Linked DNA regions of Mus musculus: region 1 is linked to region 2. Evidence: chromatin contacts called from public promoter capture Hi-C data. All regions are on one chromosome and are shown on one strand. Each heading gives the region's core, a stretch centred on a gene start, on an enhancer-like site or on the middle of the called end of the contact. The rest is flanking DNA. Distances are from core to core; before and after follow the strand shown.

Region 1 (5,642 bases), core at 586-3,085, 42 kb before region 2:
TGGAGCTGAGTTCCCTCTGTCAGCTCCTGGGAGGCGCAACACCCTCATTTCTGTGAATCCATACTCCAGTGTTTTTCATTTGTTTTGTTAGTTCCTCTTGATTCTTATCAGGTGACTGAGTGACACTCCGAGGGACCCATGGGTAAGTAGAAAGTACACACAAAAGTCAGATGGTGTTGAAAATTACTGGAGAGGATCCTTAGGCATGCACTTGTGTTATTTGGATAAGCGAAGAATGTGAGCGGAGAAAACACGGGTTTTAACATGATAAGCAGAGAATCCCACGGGGCAGAGGGAGGAAAAATCACAGTAGGGTGTCAAGTTTGTTGTAGATCCTCCTCTTTGAAGACAGACACTTTTTGTTGGATAGATAACGACCTAATCTCAACAGTTAAAGAGAACTTTCCTTGTGTTGAGCACTGTACTATGCCCTGGGGAACCCAAAATGAGCAAGGTCAAATCTCTGTTCTTTTAAGGATCACACGGTCCAGGAAGAAAAGACCACCAAAGAAAGAAAGTAGTAAAGATAATCACAGGAACTCAAAGGTTCTATGAAAGTAGAGAGGACAGAGTGTCTAGTTTATGGTGTGTGGGATGAGGCTGGCCTGTGAGCCAGTACTAGGAAGAAGTCATGAGCTGTCTTTGGGGATGGTAGGAGTTCATCTGGCTATGCAAGGGATGGATTTCAAGTGGGAGGAGCTATGGAAGCATAGCCTCAGAGCCTGTGGAATCTGTGTGGTGTGTGGATGTGGCAGAAGATAGAACAGCAGGTGAAGAGGTTGTGGAGTCTACTGCGGATTCTAGTCTACATACACAACCTATGAGGGTTTTTAGATACAGAAGAGGCACGCTGGGCTTCGATTGGGGGCCGGGGGAGGGTTGGCAGTTACATGGAACTCAAGCAGAAGTGAATCTAGAAAGCCATGGCTCTCAAGAGTGGCTAACAGTAGGATTTCTTTGACCAAGTAGTAGCAATAGACACAGATTTGTCACCCAGAATTAACAGGAAGAAATTGCTCTTCTATTTTCAGCCAAGCAGCTTAAACAGAGAAAGTTGGGTGCTTATTTGGAATGGAGAGAGATTGTTAACGAAACTGGGTTATACTGGGGTGGCCTTGTGCATCCTATGGAAGACCAGGCATAGCGACCATGTGGCCATTGTGGTTTTGTGCGGATGACTCTTTTGAACTGAATTCAGGAAATGACCTAAAAGTGACTTGTGCAATAAAATAATAAAAGAGGATACTGAGGTAGTCATCGTCAGAAAGCCCCGTTTGTGAATTTTGGATCATCCAATAGAAAGATCCCCAGAGTCAAACAAAAGTCTGGAATCCCAACCAGCTTTTGCCCCTCCAGTTTCCAACCCTGTGTGCATGGTACCACAGGCATCCCAGCACACAGGGGTTTCTACACTAGGGGAGACCTTAGAGACTATGGAAGTGGGAGATGGGTGAAGCAGGAGAAAACAAATAAAAGAGTGTTAGGACCACTCCAGCCACACTTCCTGACCCCCGGCCCGGGTAGCTTCCACCACCCACGCGGTCAAGCTCTACGGGGTGGGGACCACAGGACGTCAATCCCAAGTGCCCCGCCCCCTTCCGCGCCGGGCGGGGTCTCCGCGCGGCCGCCACGGGCGCACGCGAGGTCGCGCGGACAGGGCCAGGCCGCGGGTGCCGGGAGGTGGCCGGGCCACCCGCGCCGCCGCCCCCCAGCCTGACGCACGGAGGGCCGGGCAGCGATTTGCCGCGGGCCCGCCGCCCGGGCCGCTCCGCCCCCGGCCCGCCTCCCTCCCGCCTCGCCCAGCTCTCCGCCCGCCGCGCCGGCGTCCCCGCGTCGTCCCCAACGCCCGCCAGCCCGGCCCGCGCCAGCCAGGTGAGTGCGGCCGCGCGGGGCGGGGGGCGCAGGCCGCGCGGGACAGGGACGCGCGTGGCGCGGGCGGGAGGGCGGCGGCGGTTCCCCCACCCTGCTACGCCGCCGGCTGGTCCGCGCCCGCCGCAGACAAAGCGCCCGAGGTGCGAGCCCCGCGGGCCCTCCCCGCTCCCGCCGCCTCGGCCTCGGCCCGCACCCGTTGCGCCCGCGCCCTGGCGGGGTCCCTGGGCCCCGAATCCAGCAACAGGTTTGAGTGTCAGCCTGGATTCATGGGGTTCCACTCCCTCCCCGCGTGCGAGCATCCCAGGCAAGCCCCCGCGCCCCCGCATCCCGGCCCGCTCCTTTGTGTGTGCCGGTAGCTGCCGGTGCGGGACGCGGGCTGCAGGGCCGGAGCTCCGGGGTTGCCGTAGGGCTCGGCTTCTCCGGGGCCTGCGGGCGGGTCACAGCCCTCCAGTCACAGAGGGCCACAAAGGGAGGCCGGAGATACTTGGCCAGGGTGCGGGGACCTGAGATATCTAGTGTCCCTTAGAAAGAAGGACAGTCTCAGTATGCCCGGCTCTGGAGGGGATGGTGGGATTCACCCTGTCTGTGGCTGGGCATACAGACACTGACGACCCCTTGACTCTCCAGGCTTTGACACCTTCTCACACATGGCCCTCACCCAGAGAAGTTGGGAATTCTGCTGTGGGAATAACTAGACAGCTGCTGTTTGACAGGTCCTAGCTGTCTTTAGGTTTTGTCTGTATCCAGCATAACCCACCATGCCTGCCAGCAGTTTGACAATCTCTCACATTAACATTGTCATTCAGGGTACCCACCCCCCATGTTGGAAAATCCCTGTGGTTTTCTTTGGTTGAATCAATTTTATTTTATTTTTTTTAGGGGGGTGGATTTACCCCTATCAAGGAAGAAATCACAATAAAGAACAGTTATCTTTGTTTACAAACCTTGGGACTTGTCACACCTAGCTGGTTTCATTGGTATGCTATTTTAGTATAACAATACTAAATAGAAGGAAAATATCTTCCCTTTGCTTTAGGCAATAAAATACTTTCTTTGTTCTAGAACCAGGAAGCCTTTATACATAATACTTTTTTGTGGACAGAACTTGGTGGCTGCCTTTACCCTGTAACAATGACGACAACAAAACTCCAAAGGAATTACTAAGCATTTGCACATCTCTATTGATTGTTTTTATATCCCCAATTCCAGGAAATCATTTTGCTAAATATGTATTCAGACATCCCAGATCAATTTAACCTTAAACATTGGCCCTACTCTATGCTTTTAAAGTTTACCTGCATTTTAACCACTGTGAATGAGCCTTGGTCCATGGAAGAGATTAGGATGCAGTGATGGAAGCAGATTGCAGAACATACAAGGACAGAAAGAAGGGTCTACCTGGGTTTCAGTTGATTGACAGGTGCCTAAAGGTATTATAAACAGGCACTCTCACTAATGTAGTGGAGAAAAAAATCCCATTTTGATGTATGTATATGTATACACATATGTATTCTATAAGAATTCCCTTAGAACAAACACAGTTAATTTTGTTTTTTTTTTTTTTTTTTAAGGAACAAGATAATAGCAGATTTGTACAGTTTCTTTGGAATAAGTTCACTTTATTAAAAACACCATTCATGTGTAGTCTTTTATTTCCAAAAGCTTTTTTTTTTTTTTTTTTTTAGCTTTGGAAAGCAAACACAGTAATATCTTGGGGGGTGGGGTAGGAGTAGGCCGTTTACTAGTGTGCTGGTTAGTTTTGTTAACCGGACTTACCTGGGAAGAGGGACTCTTATTTAAGGAATTGTCTCTATCAAATGGTCGTACTGTATGTCTGTGGGGGCATTTTCTTGACCAATGATACGTATGGGAGGGCCCAGGCCACTGGGGGCTGATGTTGTTTCTGGGCTGGTGGTCTTGGCTTACTTAAGACAGCAAACAGAGCAAGCCATGGAAGCAAGCAGCTTCTGCTTCCGTTCCTGCCTCAAGTTCCTGCCCTGGTTACCCTGCTGGAAGGGAATTGCTGGTGGATTAGACCTTGTGAAGTGACATAAATCCTTTTCTCCCCGAGTTGGTCAGTGTTGTATTACAGTAGTAGAGGCCTATAGAATAGAAAAACAGGGTATTTCGAATAAAAGGAGAAAAAACTTAGATTCCTATAGTAGGCTTGTTTGGGATCTATCTCATGCCATAGAAGTCACTCTTACAGTGGAGGATTTTGTAGTTTTGTATTTTCATGAGATTATGTAAACATCACAGCCAAATCTAGGCAAGCACAACTGCTCCTTGTCTCTGTGGATTTATTTGTCTTTTTTGGGCATGCCCTATGTGGCCTTTAATTCCTTAACTTGTCATCAGTGTTCATCTATATTATAGTCTGCCATTTTCATAACAGAATAATATTCCACTGTATGGATATACCAAAATCTGTTAATTCAGCAGATGTGCGTTTGGGTTATTTTACATCAACTGTTGTGTAATGCTGTGGTATATACTCATCTTCAGATATTTTATGTATATATTTTCATTTCTCTTGGGACTCTACCTCTGTGTGGAATTCCCGGTCACATGGTGAAGACTGCGTTTTGAGGGACCATTAAACTGTTTCCCGTAGCTGCCGTACACTGGCATTCTCACCACTAATGTGTGAAGGTTCTGTTTTCTTCAGTTAATTTATTTTTGATGTGGTATTGGTGTTGATGCTCAGAATCTTACACATGCAGGCATTTTACCAGCTGAGCCACACCCCTGACCCGAGGGTTCCTCTTTTCCATAGTTTTACTGCTAATGTTTGTTTTATTTGATGAGCCCTGCCAGTCCTAATGGCTGTCAAGTGATGTGGTTTTTATTTGCATTTCACCTTATGTTTCTATTAGTATTTGCATGTTTTCTTTGAAGAATGTTTATAGTTTATGCCCGTGTGGGTATTTTCATATTTAATCTCTAAATTGCTCTAGCAGGTAGGTAGACTTTACGAGGTTTACTGGCAGGTGCCGAAAGAGTCTATGATTTGCTTGTTTTTAAACTTTACTCTTAGAGACAGAGTCTGCCTTTTGACTTGACTTCTTCCTGCATTCTTCTGCTCGATGAGGCATGCAGATGTTTCATTTTGCTTGGTTAATGAATGGCAAGATTGGGGGAAAACTTGAACCAGATTTAAGGGAGCAAGTGTATGAGCTTACTGCTTTGTTACCAGACTTTGTTATGTTCCTAAAGATAAATTGTTTCTCCCATCCTGATGGAGGAAAGTCATGGTGACCTTATGTTAGATGAGGAAACAGAGTATCTAGTTCTTCATGCCTATTTGATCCTATAGCCCTTGTTCATTCTTTCTGACAGTCAGCCTGTAAATTCGGTGGCTTCTATTTCCCCAATAATTTATTCCCTCTAGGGCTAAAAATAATTGAATGATTTTTTTCAAAAATAATCATATTTCTCTGTGTTAAACTGAAATTAAATTTTAGTTTGGAGGGTGCAGTTTCACTTTGAAGCTTTTATGCACTCCTTAAAATTGTAATATGTGGAGAATTTCCAACTCTGTAGACGCTAGGAGTGGCCCATATAGTATTTATTTTTCATTACAAGTCCATTGTGCAGTATGGTACCTGACCTGACACATAGGCAGGGACTAGCATTTGTCAAATAAATCAGTACAAATACATTTATTAATTAAAAAAGATAATTTTTTAAAAAAAGAATGAGATTTAGAAAATCTGGCATAGATAAAGATTAGAAATTGACTGAACTCTCTCGTCACCATGTCTTACGCA
Region 2 (5,833 bases), core at 1,298-3,797:
ACATGTAAGAAGTTGGGCATAGCCTCTTGCAAGTCCACCTATAACGCCATTACTGTGATTGGTGGCAGAGACGGAAAGAGAACTAGGGCTTGCAGCTACCAGCCAAGGTCTAGGCTTAGTTAGTGACTCTGTTTCAGGAGAGTTGATAGAACCAGGACACCTGATATCCCCCTCTGGCCTTCACGTATAATAGGTATACACATCTACACAGACATGTAACACAGCCTACACACACAAACACACACACACACAGGAAAAAAGAGAGAGAGATCATAATCTACATGAACTTATCTTTCTTTTAGTTCACTACGTCACTATGTTAAGTTATAGTCTCTACAGAGTTCAGAGCTGAGACAGAAGGAAGGACCATCCAGATACTGCCCCACATGGGGATTCATCCCATAAACAACCACCAAACCCAAACACTATTGCATATGCCAGCAAGATTTTGCTGACAGGACCCTGATATAGCTGTCTCTTGTGAGGCTATGCCAGTGCCTGGCAAATACAGAAGTGGATGCTCACAGTCGTCTATAAGATGGAACACAGGGCCCCCAATGGAGGAGCTAGAGAAAGCACCCAAGGAGCTGAAGGTGTCTGCAACCCTATAGGAGGAACAGCAATATGAACTAACCAGTATCCCCCAGAGCTCGTGTCTCTAACTGCATATGTAGTAGAAGATGGCCTAGTCGGTCATCAGTGGGAGGAGAGGCCCTTGGTCTTGCAACGATTTTATGCCCCAGTACAGGGGAATGCCAGGGCCAGGAAGTGGGAGTGGTTGGTTTGGGGAGCAGGGTGTGGGGAGGGTATAGGGGACTTTCAGGATAGCATTTGAAATATAAATGAAGAAAATATCTAATTAAAAAATGAAAGAAAAAAGTTATAGTCTCTAATATGAGCAAAGTCTTTTAGTCTTCAAATATTTTTATCTTAAAAATACAAAAAATCCCATATACATAATTTAGCTTATAGGTCCTTGAGTTTTTAATTCTCATCATTCTTGACTGAAGAAAAATATTCAAAAATTCCTGTGTGCTTAAGTCAGCCAGTCACGTCAGTATCAAAAGCAGGAGCTACAGAGCCTTAGCTTCTCTCCAGGACCCCTTCAGTCCTGCAGCCATCATGGCCAGTTCCATATGGGGACTCATTTTGGCCTCCAGCTGAAGATGAAGCCATGGCCCTTTCTGGACTACAGCTTCTGAGTACTGTGCTGACCTCAAGGAAATACCCTAAATTTTCATCAAGGATGATTTTATTTTAGCCTCAGCTAACTAGTACCTAATGTCTCAGTAAAGCCAAGGTTTCACGTTAGTGGCGCTAGTCATTTTTAACCATAGCTGATTCTTCAGCCCCAGATTCTTAATCCAAAACATTACACAAGAGGTTGGAGAGATAGCTCAGCGCTTATGGGCACTGGTTGCTCTTCCCGAGGTCCTGAGTTCAATTCCCAACAACCACATGGTGGCTTACAACCATCTGCTATGGGATCTGATATGTCCTTCTGTCATGCAGATATACATACAGGTAGAATACTCATATACATAAAATAAATACATTTAAATAAACATCACACAAATGGCTGATAGTCTTTGAGGGACCCTCAGACTTCCCTCTAGAACTTCACAAGCCAGGTCTCCATTGTATTTAGTATTATTTGCAAATTCCCATAACAGTTTATTAATCTTTGAATGCTCAGTGGCCTCCACAAAATTTCCACAGACTTTCCAAAGCCATTCCAACTTGAGGACCACACACTTGGTACCATGAGAAGAGCAGTGCCTACTGGCCTGCTCCCAGGTTCATGGTTAACGCCCTTACATGCTTGGTGCCAATTTCTATCCTCGTGCAATTTCTGTTGCTGTGGTAAACACTATGACCACAACAACTGGGGGAAGAGAGGGTCTATTTGACCTATGGTTCCATCACCTTGGGAAGCCAGGGCAGGAATCAAGGTAGGAGCTTGAAGCTGAAACCAACAGGAGCGCTGCTTGTTAGCCTGCCCCAGGTGAGTGTTTAACTGCCTTTTTTATACAGCCCAGACTCGAGTTACGAGTTAAGGCATTGCCCACAGGCCAGTCTGACATAGGCAGTTCTTCAGTTGAGTTTCCCTCCTCTCAATGTGTCAGGTAGTCAACAGAACTCACTAGGGCACAGACCTACTTCCAATATAGAAGGATCATTTAATGATTTGTTGCTGCTTGCTTTCCAGTATTGGAGAAGAAAAAGTCTTCAAGTAAAAGTTTATTCCTCCCATTCTTCCTTCTCCTTCCTTCCCTTCGCCTTCCTTTCTTTCTGAAAAGGAAAATTACCAGACCATTATAAATTTCCACTAAGTGATAACCCCTCATTTTAGGTAACTAAGATTAGGTAGACTCACAGTTAATAAATCATGAAAATAGTCACTGATGACCATCAGGGCCAACTTCCCTGTTTGGTAGTTGAGGAATTGAAACTGAGTGGTAATTCTTGATTTCTTTCTACAAGTATTATTTAGTTCTTCTTAAGTTTTCAAAGGTTCATGCTGTTTCACTAGTGATGAATGGGAAGTAGATACTAAAGCGCTTTGTTTTCATTTTTACGCATGCTAAGAAGATGTAAGCCCTTGGAAGGGAGACGGTTTTATACTGTACATTTTTCACTGCTCTGTGCTGTATGATAAGTCATCCTTAGCCAATGTTCAGCTTCAGTTTCTACCTTTATCTCCCTGATGGCTTCATTTTCTGCAGTGCTCTGCGTACATCTGTGCAGGTTTCTAGGACCTGCTAACTGACTGTTGGGAATGCAGTAGTTGTTTGGTGAGCAAGCTTGTGGGTTGCTTTGAATTTGGAACTTTAATCATACTAGCCCCCAGGCTTGACTGTGGATGGGGATTGGGAGGTCCATGTGGAAAGAATACCCCACATCTAAGGACGCAGTAGGTAATACTCAGTCATTCAGTTTCCCTGTCCCTCAGAGAGGAGCACTGTTCTCTTGCCCCACGAGGGAAATGAAGCATAGAACTGTGAGCAGAGGCAGCTTGGCCAAAACCCAGCAGCAAACTCAGTCTGCCACTAAGCACCGTGCCCCAGGTCTGGCTCCTCCCACTGTGTTAGGATCATAGCCTGTCCCATCATAGCTTCTTCTAGGAAATGCTTATAGGACCCAGAGCTGCCACAGCTGATAATTGAGGAGATAACTAAAGAAGCCCTAGGTATCTTTTAAAAATTATTTAGAATTTTTCTTTCAATAGCACTTGGCAGTACATAAAATCATGCTATTTTCTAGTTCAAAAAGAGCTTACTGTGAGACAGAGAGTGTTGTGGTCAGAAACCACAGAAACCATCTTCTGGCTTTGCATCCTAGAGCTTTTACAGGACGCCCCCAAGGAACTGCTCTTGTTGTTCCTAACCGAAATTCAACATCTGTTAAAACTACCTTGCTACATGTCTCAAGTTTTAGTCATTTTAAATATCCATTTTTTGATTTAACACTGTTACAGAAGAATCCAGAGGGAAGAGTCTGAAGGAGATAGCACAAGGCACACAGACATTGAGGCCAGAATTCTTGGTGACTATGTGAGAGCCTGCGGGGGCTCCTCAGTGTTCTAGGTGCTGAGGGGAATGAAACAGAGGAGTGTTCAGCATTCTGTAAGGACCAGACACACAAGTGCCACAAACACATACTCATGTGTCAGCCGTCCACATTCCGAGAAAGGAGACAGGAAGACTCAGGAGTGGCAGTGGCAGCTTACTAAATAGTGAGGTGACATTGTACCAAGATGATGAAATGAAGGAACACTGTCCAGTGCAGAGGCCCTGAAGCATAGGGCAATTGAGAAAGTACCCAAGGAGCTAAAGGGATCTGCAACCCTATACGTAGAACAACAATATAAACTAACCAGTACCCCTCGGAGCTCTTGTCTCTAGCTGCATATGTAGTAGAAGATGGCCTAGCCGGCCATCAGTGGAAAGAGAGGCCCATTGGTCTTGCAAACTTTATATGCCCCAGTACAGGGGAATGCCAGGGCTAAGAAGTGGGAGTGGGTGGGTAGGGGAGTGGGGGGTTGAGGGTATGGGGGACTTCTGGGATAGCATTGGAAATGTAAATGAAGAAAATACCTAATTAAAATAAAATAAAAATTAAATAAAAAAAAAACAAAACAGGAGCACAGTGCTCAGAGGCTGGCTAGAGGAGAGGCTGGGCTCAACAGCAACCATGTAGGCCATGGACTGGGAATACAGCCATTCTCTTCTGACTCAGGCTTCATCAGACGTCATCACTCATGCCCTTCTGATCTCAAAGCATTATGCTACAAGTTAGCAGTCTTAGTAGACGAAAATTCTGATACTCTGCAAGCAAGCATGTTCTCTGATGGAGAGGCATTCTGTACACAGCATTATAATAAAAGCATGCTCAGCTAGTGCCGACACGTATCAGCAGAACTCTGAGCAAAGCAAAAGAAGAGCCCTTAGATAAAATCAAGAGATAGTTATGAGCATGGGGCATTGGCCCTAGAGGTCCCTCAGAAAGCTCTCCTGGGTTGGAAATGATGCTATTCAGTGTGCTCATTTCTTTTACAGAGCTGTTTTAGCCCAGCCTTGTTGCCCCTGAAAGGCTCTGAGGAGGAGTCTGGGTCCCACCTTTTTTTTTCCTCTTTACTGCTCTAAACAGGTATAGGAATCTTAATGTATAGCACCCCAAGCCTGTGAAGATGCCTTTTGCAAAGCATCTGAAATACCATTTGGTTGGCAGTTTTGAGATAGTATCATAGGGTTGTATACATTTTCATTTTCTATCTTAGTGAAAAATGTAAGTAAATTAAAATTAAAGGCCTTTTAAAGTACTCTAAAAGATTCAGTGTTTTATCCTTTAAGATCGTTACAGATGGCATTTTCAAGCTTCATTACTTTCACAGTATAAACCTGCAGATTAATTTATAATATGCATTGAAATAGTAAATGTGTTATTTTTTTAAAAATGTATTTAACAAATGGTTGTGAGTCCTACATTTCAGGATTATAGGTGCTAATAAGAAAGCATCGAGCATTGGGAGTGGTGTGTGTCCTTGGGTAGCAGGCCCACACTGGAAACTTTTGTCTTGGCTCCATTTCTTCCAAACTTCTAAGCATTAGGAGACCCTAAGTTTTTGTCTCTCTCCAGAGGCCACTAGCGCCTAGCCCCGTGACTTGGCTGGCCTTTCTGGGCTTGTAGCCATAGTAAGACATAGTAGCCTTTGTGTATGCATTGTTGGTGCAGATCTCTAGCAATTTCCTTTTCACTTGCACCTACTTTCAACTGAGTGTCTGGTCAAGGGTTTATGTGCTATTGTAAGCCCAGATACAGGCATTTACTGTATCCCTCTCCCCTTCCACAGGAATGTTCCATCCCCCCCACCCCCCACGCACACATGCACTTTTTGTCTTTTTGCAATGCATATTCCAACCTTGAGTACTTACATTTTTAAAACAAATTTTACTAACTTGTCATAAAATACCCTTCTAATAAAGTATGCAATTCAGTGGTTTTGCAGTCACAGGATCATGTGACCCCACTCACTCCAAATAGTGTTCATCAGTTCAAAGGAATCTTTGTATATTAGCAGCCCCTCTTCATTTCCCTGTTAGCTCCTACATCAGCCAGCCACTGATCTGCTCTGTGGATTTGCCTGCACAGTATATTTTCTACAAGACAGGCAACATCTGGGTGCTCCTGTCTGGCTTCCTAGCGTAATACTGCGAAGGGTCATCTGCATCACAACATGCATGAACTGCTGAATAGTTATCGTAACGGGCATGAACTGCTCTTGCTGTGGCTCCGCTATGCATAATGTACATCATGTAACATCATGTAACAT

The links. Promoter capture Hi-C pulls out the DNA fragments that hold promoters and counts their contacts.
Region 1: a promoter capture Hi-C map of macrophages shows a contact between it and region 2, with 8 read pairs. The contact joins the promoter of Sestd1 here to the enhancer-like site in region 2. A contact is called at or near these places in 7 of 39 promoter capture datasets (the HPC-7 cell line, cranial neural crest, embryonic stem cells and 4 more), 1 of 484 Hi-C or Micro-C datasets (uterus), 2 of 115 datasets of contacts at active chromatin or transcription factors (bone marrow-derived macrophages and embryonic stem cells) and 3 of 9 other capture datasets (adipose tissue, macrophages and pancreatic islet).

What each region holds. Positions count from the first base shown.
Region 1 is chr2:77,276,785-77,282,426 of GRCm38.p6, reverse strand. Sestd1 (SEC14 and spectrin domains 1) reads left to right here and starts at 1,835. Exons shown (of 18, transcript NM_175465.6): 1 at 1,835-1,872.
Region 2 is chr2:77,235,460-77,241,292 of GRCm38.p6, reverse strand. The region is part of intron 3 of Sestd1 (SEC14 and spectrin domains 1); the gene reads left to right. Among named protein-coding and RNA genes, the nearest start is that of Gm35266, 32 kb to the right of the region's middle. Within about 2 kb of position 2,547, at least 25 of the 459 cell types and tissues checked have an H3K27ac peak or open chromatin away from gene starts, as enhancers often do. A contact at or near this core is called in bone marrow-derived macrophages and macrophages, where this site is marked.